2 separate regions of the Sus scrofa genome follow, and region 1 is linked to region 2. A link is a contact called in public Hi-C data. All regions are on one chromosome and are shown on one strand. Each heading gives the region's core, a stretch centred on a gene start, on an enhancer-like site or on the middle of the called end of the contact. The rest is flanking DNA. Distances are from core to core; before and after follow the strand shown.

Evidence for each region. A called contact is a pair of places that touch in the nucleus more often than the background predicts.
Region 1: a contact with region 2 is called in a Hi-C map of liver, with 12 times the contacts expected there. The contact joins the promoter of SALL1 here to the enhancer-like site in region 2. A contact is called at or near these places in 8 of 47 Hi-C or Micro-C datasets (brain, embryonic fibroblasts, fetal skeletal muscle and 2 more).

What each region holds. Positions count from the first base shown.
Region 1 is chr6:33,729,658-33,735,163 of Sscrofa11.1, forward strand. It overlaps SALL1 (sal-like protein 1), which reads left to right and starts at 2,009. Exons shown (of 4, transcript XM_003126987.4): 1 at 2,009-2,395; 2 at 3,417-3,509. The coding sequence starts at 3,434. It overlaps LOC110260963 (a long non-coding RNA gene), which reads left to right. Exons shown (of 2, transcript XR_002344613.1): 2 at 236-691.
Region 2 is chr6:33,214,319-33,219,959 of Sscrofa11.1, forward strand. No RefSeq gene overlaps it. Among named protein-coding and RNA genes, the nearest start is that of SALL1, 510 kb to the right of the region's middle. Within about 2 kb of position 3,118, at least 6 of the 83 cell types and tissues checked have an H3K27ac peak or open chromatin away from gene starts, as enhancers often do. A contact at or near this core is called in liver, where this site is marked.

The sequences.
Region 1 (5,506 bases), core at 759-3,258, 510 kb after region 2:
GTTAGCCCGAATCTCCCTCCCCCGCACAGCAGTTGCCCCACCCAAGGCGGCGACCTGCGACCCCCCGTAGAGCGCGCTGGTCTCTTGGGTGAACAGGGCGTGGGGATGGGCTCCGGCTTCGGCACCTCGCTCGCACTCGCTGCCTTCTTTCTACCCCCTCAAAAGTACAGATCAACCCCCACTCGGTCTCCATTTTTATTAATTTAATTATTTCTTTGCCTTGCGGCACACGAAGCCTCACCGGAGCGCGCTGACAGTGCGGCGCCCGCGTCTGCGAACCACGGAACTCCGGCCGGAGACAATGGCCCGTAATTGATGTATTGCCATCAACAATAAAGACCAATTCTCCTCTCTCCGCCATTCCGACCATCCCCCTCCTCCCATCCCCCCTCCTCCACCTCCTCTCTCTTCTCTTCGGGCCACAGAAGGAAAGAAAACAAACAAGAAATTAGCCGGGGACGCTGCGCACGGAGCCAGACGCGCCCCTCTATGCTTTCGAGGACGCGAAAAAACGAAAAAAGTTATTAAAGTTTGGATCTCCCAATTAATTCGTCTCTGCTCGCCCATTTTTAATGAAACATCGCGAAGCTGATTTTGCGTGCGCATTTCGTTTGGTTGTTTGTTTCGGTGTTTTGGTGGGGGGCGAAAGCTCCCCCCCCCGTCCTTAATCACACACACAGCAACACAGCAAGTAACGAACACGTGTGAAGCTCTGCCCGGGAGCTTCTCCCTGCGTACGCGCTGCGTACCGGGAGGAAGGGTTTGCGGGACAGCCAGCTAGGCTCGGTTCCCGGCAGCACACGGTGCCCGGGAGGCCCGGACTTTCAAGAAGCCAAGATTGTTAGGCGGGCGGCTCCAAACGCGGGCGTAAGCGGAGAAACGAACGTGCAAGTGCACCCTCTGAGAGAGGGTGGGCTGGGGTGTTTGTGAGGACCACAGTTTGCGGAGTGGGGGGGTTGGTTTTACACGTGCTCCTGCACACTTTCCCGGGGGTCTGGAGGAAAGCGAGCGGCTCGCACCCCAGGAGCACGCAGATTCATCTTTGCCGAGGGATCTCTTTAAATATTCAGTGAGAAATAATGGCATTTGAAGCACCACCTATGGAAACATTATTATCTTCATTCTTCAACATCAGCGCCACTGATGGCTTCGTTTGTCTTTTTATCAAAATCTACGGTAACCAACAGGACCTGGGGAGAAAGGGAGAGCGAGGTAGAGAGGGGGCGTGTGTGTGCGCGCGTGCGTGTGTGTGTGTAACCGAGCGAGGGCAAAAGAGAGGAAAAAATAGGGAGAAATGAAAAGGTGAAGAGAGGGCGAGCAAGGAGGAGAAAGGAGAAGTTAACCAAGAATAAAATTAGTCGGTAGGAGAAAAACAGAAACATTCACCCTCACACAAAATATTTAGATTAAAAAGGATAAAAAAGACAAAAAAGAAAAAACCCACTAAAGAAAGAGTCATGGGGGAGCGCAGTAGGGTCTAGAGGACCCGAAACTCTATTCAGAAGATTGATGCCCACTTCGCGCGAACCGACTGTGTAGCTCTCCAGACTCCAGGGCGCTCCCGAATTGGGGCGTCCTTATGAGCCCTCTCGTTTCCCGATAGCGAGATAGGGCAGGGATTGTGTATCTGCACCCCCCTCCTCCCCATTACTCAACCGAAGTTTAGTTTGTCCCTCGGGCGCAGGACTTCGGGAACCTTGGAGCGAGAAGACCCCGAGACTCGAGGGGAAGAGCTAGGCTGAGCCGAGGACTGAGCCTCAGGTTCGCGGGCGCCCAAGCCCAGAGGAGGGAGTGCGGGTCCAAGGCTCCCCATTCCGGGCGCGGGTGGGGAGGCTGCATCCCAGCCTGAGGAGATGGAGCTGGTGCGAAAAGTTTGGGCGCCGCGCTCGGCAAATGCCTGAGAGGTGGAGGCGAGCTTCTGCGGGGCCAAACAGCTGCGGACAGGGACCCCCACCCCCACCCCCGCCGCCCCTCTCACTCCCGGCTGGGCTCGGCCACCTCTTCTCCAAGAGCCTGGGGCGCGGCCCCCTCTCCCAGGGCGGGCAGCCCAGGGCTCCCAGTGACTGGCCTTGCCCGGAGCCGGCGAGGCAGGGCCGCGCCTCCCGAGGCCAGGGGAGGGTTGCAGCGCGCCGGGTGAGCGGCGGCCCCTCCCCTCCCCCCGGCTGGAGCTGAACTCGGATCCTAGGCCGGTCCCCGCTCTCCGCCCGCCCCCGGCTCCGCGGCGCCACAGCTGCCGCCGCCTCCCCGCGGAGTGACGCGCCCTGCAGCCAACCGGGGCAGCCGGGGGGGAGGTCCGGGAGGGGTCCTGGGCGGAGCCGGGCCGCCCCCTTATCCCACGGGTTCGGGGCCGCGTCTCCCGAAAACTTCAGCCCTAATTGTCCTGGGAATGTCCGAGGTAGAGAAAGGGGGCAAGCGAGAGCCTGGAGGACTGGGGCCCTTTGAGGCGAATCGGGGTGGCGGGAGAGCTGCCCTCCCCACCCCCCCGAGCCCCAAACCCATCACGTTCCCAAACCTTTCCTTGGTCCTCTTCTCCGCGCCCCCGCGAGCCCGCGATCCAGGGATGGAGAACTCGGGGCGGAGGAGCACCGAGCCAGGCGGCGAGAGGGAGGGAGGCCGGGCCGCGGGCGGGAGGCGGACCGGCGTGGGGCTGGCTCTTCCCCACTCGCTTTTTTTTTTTTTTTTTATGGGGGTGGGGGTGGGCTGCTTTCTGGTAGCTCTTAAAGAAACGAAGAAACACTCACGAAACGGGACTTCCTCCCCCCAAATCCCGCCACGGGACGCCCTCCCCCCGCAGGCCGGCGCGCCTAGCGCCGGAGTTGGGAAGTTCGCCGCTCGCCCGCAGCCCGGGTCCCCAGCCGCCGTCCGGCCCCACCCCCACCCCCTACCCCGAGAGGCTTAATTCCGGGGAGGGCATGCTAATTTGGGTCGGCCCAGCCTGGGATGGGGGGGGGGGAGCGAGGGCGGGAGGCGGGGGGCGCGGGCCGGGGCGCTGGGTGCGCAGAGGCGAGAAGGCAGGCCCCCGGCGGCCCGGCCGCGGAGTCCCGGGCGGTCGCGAAGAGGGTTAACCCAGTGTCGGGCGGCGCGGAGCGCAGAGCCAGCCCCGCGGCCGGCTTATTGGGCCAGCGCGCGGAGAGACAGGGGTCTGCAGCAAATCACGAACTAATTGATTAAGGCGAGCGGGTTTGAATAGCGCTGGCCCGGTGCCAATCGCCTTTCAAAGAGCCCCTCTATGATTAATCGCAATGCATTATTGATAATCATAATTATAGCAGGACACATGCGCGCTGCGCCCGGGGCCGGGGAGCCGGGGAGGGGGCGGGCGGGCCGGCGGGCGGGGGGAGCCGCCGCCGCCGCCGCCGCTCGATTTCCGTAATTTTGAGAAGATTTTTTTTTAGTAATTTTTTATTCTGCCCCAGCTGATGTTTGAGCCAGCATGTCGCGGAGGAAGCAAGCGAAGCCTCAACATTTCCAATCCGACCCCGAAGTGGCCTCGCTCCCCCGGCGAGATGGTGAGTGCTCCGGCCCGCGCCGCGGACACACACACGCGCACACACGCACTGGCACTCACACTCACGCACACTTGGACCCACGCACACGCGGCCGGCCCCCGCGCCCACCGCCCCGCGGTCGCCGCCGCCGCCGCCGCCGAGTCCCCGCTGGCCTTTTTGACTCGGCAATTTTTTTTTCTTTTCAATTTTCAATTTGCCTTTGCTGGGCTTCCCCCTCCTGCCCCGGGGAAAGCAAACACTTCTCTCCGCAGGATCTTTCCGGAGTTGTTGGGTCCTCCTGGGGGGAGGAGAGAGGGCACGCCGGCCTTGTTCCTCTGTCCCAGCTTATCCCGGGAGCGGAGCCCGGGACCCGCTGAACCGTGGCTGGGGCCCGGGTGTCCGGCGGGGCTTGGGGTGCGGGCAGAGGCCGGCCGGCGCCTGACTGCGCGGAGCTCCACGCGCTCTCCCGCGGGCGCCCGGGGCCCCGGCCTGGCCTCCGCCGCCCTGGCCCTGCTGCCTTCGGGAAGGAAGTTTACTTTATGTTCCGGGCTGAACTTGGAGCTTTGGGGGAGCTCCCAGCGCCGCGCTCCCCCCGGTTCCCCAACCCTCCCACCCCTCCTGGGCTCCGCGCGAGGGAATGGGGTGCCTTTGGGAGTTCAGAGCTGCAAGAAGATGGGGACCTGTGTCCGGGCGCTCGCGCCTGATATGCTGGGGTGGAGGCCCGGGTGGAGAGAGCTCTTTGCAGCTAGTTGCTCCCCAGGCAGACTTCGGGAAGACGGGGGGAAAGTGTCGGGGTCCCTCTACCCAAGTTTACCCCCGCATCTCTTCTGCCAATACATGCATTCCCCACCCCACCCCCGCCAGCCCCCAAGTAATCTTTAGACTCGGTCAGCTCTCGCTAAGGATCGTGGTATCTTGCACTTCCAGGAGTGGTAAGGGTCGTTTTTCAGAGCAGGGGGACTATCTAGTCGCCAGAGAAACCCCCTAAAACAGAGGCACTGGCTTCCTCCGACGGAGGCGACAACTGCCGGGTCCCTAAGGGAATGAAGAAGTCCAGAACAAAGTTTGTGTGAGGGAGCTAAGGCAGAGAGAGGGAGAGATCCGGACAGGGAATTGGGGGGTACGGAGGGAACACCCCTCGAATCCCTCTTTACCCCTAAAGGTGTTTCACTTTGGGGTCTCCCGAGCTCCCAGGCCCAGGGCCGGAGGCGATGGAGCGGAGCCCGGGCTCGGTTCCCCAGCACAGTTCTCTTCTGGGTGCAGAAGGACGAGGGCTATCTCTCTCCCCAAACCCCGTCCCCCAGGAGCGGTCCCCGAGACTCCGGACGCCTCTTGGGATGCACCAGTCCCGGGCGTCAATTTGGGGTGTGGAGGAGGGAGCTGGACCCCCTAGAACTCCGAAGCTGCCCTTTGGTGGGCACCTTCTCAGTGCACTCAACTCTGCGGCCGCCTGGGCCCCGCGGTCCCCGGGGCCTTCCTTAGAGGCCTGCGTCTCAGCGGAGCTGGGACGCAGGGAACCGCGCTGAACCCGGGCAGAGACGCGAAGGGAAACCCACCCGCCCTTCGCCCCGGCTGTCCGGAAAGGGGTCTCCTGGTATAGGGGTCCCTGTTAAGAAATTGGGGAGAACCGAGACCGCTTAAGACATTTGTTTACAGTATTTGTCCCCTTCACCCCAGCACTTTCTCAAGCCTCCAGCCTTTCCCAGAGCCCTGCGATTGATTACTCAGTCCTCTGAAAAGAACCTCTGATCCCCGCTTTCCACCCCAGGCGAGGTCCGGGTCCATGGAGGTGAAATTACCAAAGGCCGCTGTAACAGTCTTTTTCCCGGTTTTCTCAGCTGGTTTCTTCTGCATCTCGTCCCCACACATCTTTTCCCAAAGTTTCTGGTGAGACCTTCCGCACCCGTAATACCGTGAAAGTGCACAATTTGTAGAGGACAAACCTAACTAACTGGAGGAGAAAAAAGAGGTTTTTGGGGTTTTTTTTTTTTTTTTTATGTGTGCTGATTTTATATATT
Region 2 (5,641 bases), core at 1,868-4,367:
TGGGAATAGTGGCTCTGCTGGGACTGGACTTGGCTTGACCGGGAGGACAGTGTGTGGCCGCAGTCCCTGTCTCACCTGGAGTCCTCTGTGCCACTTGCAGTTATGTTGTTTCATTCCAGGGCTTGTAGCTAAGCTGACCTTTCTATGTGTTACTACCAGTTTCCCTAACCCCTCTTTCTTCCTTCCGGGGTGTGAGCTTTTGTAATTTGGTTTTGGTGGTTAGATTGCTTGGGGAGGGGGGCCCAGCCCGCTGCAGCACTGTACGGGGCACTGCGGCGGCGGGGGGACCTGACAGGAGACACACATGCAATTCCTTCTTCCCCATTCCCATCAGAACGTCATCAAAATCGTGCTAACGGAGTAAATGATGCACTGATTTTTAGAAATTTAGTATTCTAGAACCAAAATGGATCTGAGGGATTAGACAGCATGAGGTCCTCGGTTTAAAAATAAGGCATCTGTGTGGTGTAGGTTGCAGATGTGGCTAGGATCTCGCATTACTGTGGCTGTGGCTGGCTGTGGCTGTGGCTGTGGCTGTGGTGTAGGCCGGCAGCTGCAGCTCTGATTCGACCCCTAGCCTGGAACTTGCGTAAGCCGTGGGTGCAGCCCTAAAAAGTCAAATTATAATATAAATGAATTAATAAATAAATAGAAATAAGGAAAGTGAAGCTCAGATGTCGGAAGGGGTATGGCTGAGCTCCATTCCTCATCACCTAGCTTCCCCCCCCCAACCCCACCAAAGGGCTCTCCCATGGCTGCCCCAAGATTTCCCATGATTCAGAATAACTGTTTAGCCATGAATCTGGAGCACAGTCTCCAAATGCCTAACTCATTTAAAGTCTGTGATAAAGACTAGAACATTTTAGGATGATCTGTTTAGTCTTTTAATCCAGATAAACAGGGCCCTGTCTCTAATCATGGCCTTAGAACTATGGCTTTACTGGGGAGAGAGGAATAATTTGCATAGTGTTTGCTTGTGCATAAGTGGGGGCTTTCAGGTTTGCAATCACTTGGTAGAACAAAGCCCTCGAAACCATCATGAACCATGGTTGTAGACAAAGAAAGTGCTGGACTCTTGGGCAAGAGAAGGGTTGCTATGCAAAAATGCACCTGGGTAGGAAACTTCAAAATTATAAACTAGTGGCATTTCCAAATGAGTGGCATTTTACTTTATGGCCCTTTGCAGCAGGCATGGTCACTCGGAAATGATTATATAAGGGACTGGTTTTATTACACAAGCTTACTTGGTATCTCTGCCACAGGCGGCTATCCTGGGGGAAGACAAGTTTGATTCAGAAACCCACGCTGAATTTCTAGACCTGATTTCTGGCCCTGGTGCCACCTCTAAACAGCTGTGTAACTGGGCACATTTCCTCTGCCTCTGCTGATTTTAGTTTCCTGATGAAAGACTTGCACGAGAGAATCTCGAATAGGTTTGCCAGATAGAGTAAAAAACCAAAACATGAAAACACAAGCATCTAGTTAAATTTGTATATCAGATGAACCATGAATGTTTTTAAGTATTCTTATCCTAAACAATTCTTCATTGCATTTTGTGCAGTGTGGCCAGGTAACCTGTATTTTATCTGGCAAACCTAGTCTCAAAAATCCTTTAGACCCAAAACTTGAAATCTGTAATGAACATATCTGATTTTTTGTGTCGGTTTCTAAGAGAGGGTGGGCTTGCTCAGGTCAGGAGAGAGAGAGAGAGAGAAGCAGTTCCTTGAAAACACCAGCCGATATCCAGTCCGCAAAAGCACAGTGCCCAGCAGCCAGAGGAACAGTGAGGTAGCAGATTCTCCTCCCTTTGAGAGGTAGCCCCTGGGATAACCGTAGCCTTTTTGAATGGCACAGGCCCCTCCCATGGCTGCGGGGCTAGACTTCAAGGGCCCAGGTAGATAACTCTATCTCCTAAAAGGTCTCCTTCGTAGGCTGTGCTGTGCCCGATGCTCTAGGGAGAGCCGGGTGAAGCGAGATCATTTCTAGTCCTTTCTGTACAGAAGCAGTTACAGTTAATCCTTGCTACATGCCATCAGGCACCGAGGACCAGAGAATGCCCACAACAGAGGCCGAACCAAGCCATCCTTTAATGGAATCCTGGAATGGCTGGGGACCTCCTTTGTGTCTCTAGGTGAAATGGAGATGCTTTTGTTTGGGGCAGGGTACAGGGGAGGAGTACAGAGCAAGGTAGCGGGAGGAGGGGGAGCCCCTGGGAGTGCATGTTGCAGAATGGAAACTGCAGTGAGCAAAAGGCCTGGGAACTGGACATGGGGTGAAAATTATAAGATTTCCAACATAGCCCTAAAAAATAATTGTAGATAGGACTTTACCCCGGGTTACAGCGAGGTCCCTCCCTGAAGAGTAATGACCACCTCTTCGGTCCATTTAGTTTGGGTCTTTTACAGTCTATCAGAGATGAGTCTCCTGGAGTCTGGGATCCCGTTCAAGACAGTGTGGAAAATGCAGAAATGTGTTGATGGCATTTCCACAGTCCTCAGGATCTGGGCTTGAGAGGACTGATTTCTGGAATGGGGTTGTTTACCCCAGTGATTTGTGGAATGGGACGTGCAAGCAACCCCAGTGTGTCCAAAATCACTTCTGAATACCTCTCCCCTTCCACCAACCCCCATGACCCCCCTCCACGACCCGCCCCCCCAATACATGCGCAGCCAGGACATGAATAAACCTGGATACCCGGAAGGTTCCCATGAATTCTACCTCACCTCCGTGAAGAACTCAGAGCCCGGGTGTGAAGACTAGGTGGCTAGAACACAATGCTTTATAGACAGAGAAAAGGGGAAAGCAACTCTTTGCTTTGGATGCAAATCAACTCAGCTTCACCTTTAACGCGGAAAACCCGTGCCCTTGGCAAGATGTCTGGGGACCATTCCAGAGGTATTAATCTTCCTCCGTTTACATGTTAAATAGGTCTTTGGAAACTGTTTCTCTAGCCTCGCTTTTTTTCCTCTCCAGCACAATCTCCCCCTCTCTTTCCTTTTTAGTACAGTCAGAATTCCCCAGCAGCAGGAAGCCCCCCGGGGACAGAGGTCGGGGAGCCAAGACGGGTAGATTTCCAAGCCACCCTCTGGCTGCGAGGCCGGCCGGCAGATGGCGCTGTGCCGCACGGTATGGCCCCTGCGTGCCGGCCGGCGCTGGAGCGGGCAGGCTGCTCAAAGTTTCTAGTGCCATTCCTGGACCGAAACAAATGTTTGTGGAATTAAGTAGTGATTTCCTTTAGTCTGCGCGACTCTTACTGGCTGTGTTTTCAGGCTCTAGATGTTAACATATGCCATATATTGCTTTTTCGGGGGAAATCAGGGGTTTCCAAGCACACTTAAACCCATCCTAACCGCTCAAGTCAACTAACCAAGGTCTGCTTTTCTGATAAAATAACCCATAAAACGTCCATATTAAGAGCTAGAATGGTTTGGAAGACAAAGAAGTGCTGAAAAATGTAAGTAAACAGAGCACCTAAGATTTTTTCTTTCTAAATAAACCAGAGGGGTAGGGGGATTCTTTTTTTTTTTTTTACTTTCCAGACTCAAAAAGCATGAAAGTGGACAGGATGAAACTCAAAGCCTGGATGGAAAAAGAGTGGGGTCTCTGGCTGCGAGGGGTGGGAGAAAGGGAATCGCATTATATGGTTGCTGGCAACACTTGGGTGCCATGATCATATATGTATAATTGTGGAGAAAATTTAGATGTGCTGGTCTTGAGGGCACAGCCACAAGGCCATGGGTTTTCAGAACCAAGTTAAGCAGCGGTGGATTAGGGCACTAGGATTTGTCACTGCCGTTGCTCCCTAGTGCCAAGTGACCCCATTAGTTAGGGCTCAGTATGTATTTAATGTTGCCATAAAATCCGTCTTCTCAAAGTAAACAAGGCAAGTCTGTGTGCGGCTCCAGCAAGATGTATGCAGCTTTGTTTGGGATAATGGATTTGCCATGATTAAAAAACAGTGGGGATTAGATGGACCCAGCATGGATAAATATGACTAATTGTCATCTCCTCGTGTGGGCATCAACATGGCTAGCACTGCAGACTAGAAGATGGGGGAGCAAGGGAGTTCGGGCGGGACCAGACTCTGCAGAATTGATCTGAACTGATTGATAAAGCAGGGCTGGAAGGGAGCCTTGAGGAGGTCTTGCCTTCTGTGTGCATGTGAACAGAGCTTTTTAGAATTTCCAAAAGCATTTTATTGCTTAAATTGGACTCTGGTCGAAGCCCTGCAGAGCGAGCACACAGCTGTCTGCCTTGTGCCGAGGAACTTTGGGCTTCTCTTTCTTAAATGTTGACGAAACTTTTGAAACTGGCAGAACATGCCATTTCATCTTTTACATAAAAGGATAGGTTTTGAAATCTTGTTTTAGACTTTTCAAAAGTTTTTAGCAAGTTACCCAATTCTTGTTTCTTTTTATGTACATGGAGATCATGTTTAACTTCCTTAACTTGTTTTACTGTTTTGTTTGTGAATCAGGAACTATGGCTGTATGGGGTTTTTTGTTTGTTTGTTTGTTTGTTTAGATAATGAATAAATATATCTAGTACTGAAATTCTTTCTTTTAAAATAAGAAATATTCTCAGACTTTGAAACTTAATCATTAAAGAGTAATTGTATTTATGGTGATTAAATAAAACGATGAGGTATATTCATTTACTAACATATGGTTTTCAACAGTTGATGCTGTTTTTTTCACCTGTTTTCATTTTTTAAGCGAAAGTTCAAAGACATTTTTCTAACCAAGTGTCATTTACTATGTCAGCATATGCTGTTTGTACCATGAATATTGTTAACAAAGTGGAATGAAACTTTAGTGCTGCCACTAATAGCAATATATTACAAACATTGCAAATTTTATCCATAATATCCAGAAGCTGATTTTGGATCCAATTTAGAGCTGTCTTTCAAACAGAGCCACATTAAATTTAAAATTAGTCAAGGATTATAGTTTCCTATGAAGAATGTCTCCACCTCCAATATGAGCAAATGTCATCAAAATGAAAGGGGAAAAAGAAAAGAAAAGAAAAGATGAGATGAGATTGTTTTGACACAAGCGAGAGGAGCTTAGTGTTGTTTCATTTTTAACCTCATTTCAAATTATCTTTAACCACCCTGATATTTCTGCATAGAGATAATCACATCTCATCAGCCTTCTCAAAACCCAGCAGATCCATACCCAGAGCTCATGCTTCTTGTTAAATCATACTGCTAAACAAAATGTTACAGCTCCTGCAGAAAACTGATGGAGATGGGCTTCACGGACGGTCTTTTGTTCGTTTGTTTTTCTTTCCATCATTCAATTTTATTTTCTCTCCTTGGGTAACTAATTTTCATAAGGTGTCCAACTGTTTTTCCTAGAAAGTCAGGACATGAGTTTAAAAAAGATAAAAGCAAATCTGCCCTATAGATGATGAAGATAAAAACCTGTTGAAATGCTCCTGGGAAAAAAATAAACACATGGATTCACAGGCACATTGAATAGAAGAAAATCCTTCGCGGGGACGGAAACCTGGGACTTGGGGAGAAGAAAAAGTGACCCTGGCTTTCCACATACGTAATCAATTATTCCTTAGCATCCTTTTAAGAATTTGCATATCGTGGAGGTTTTAACAAACACACCAGGAACACTGGGCTTATTTA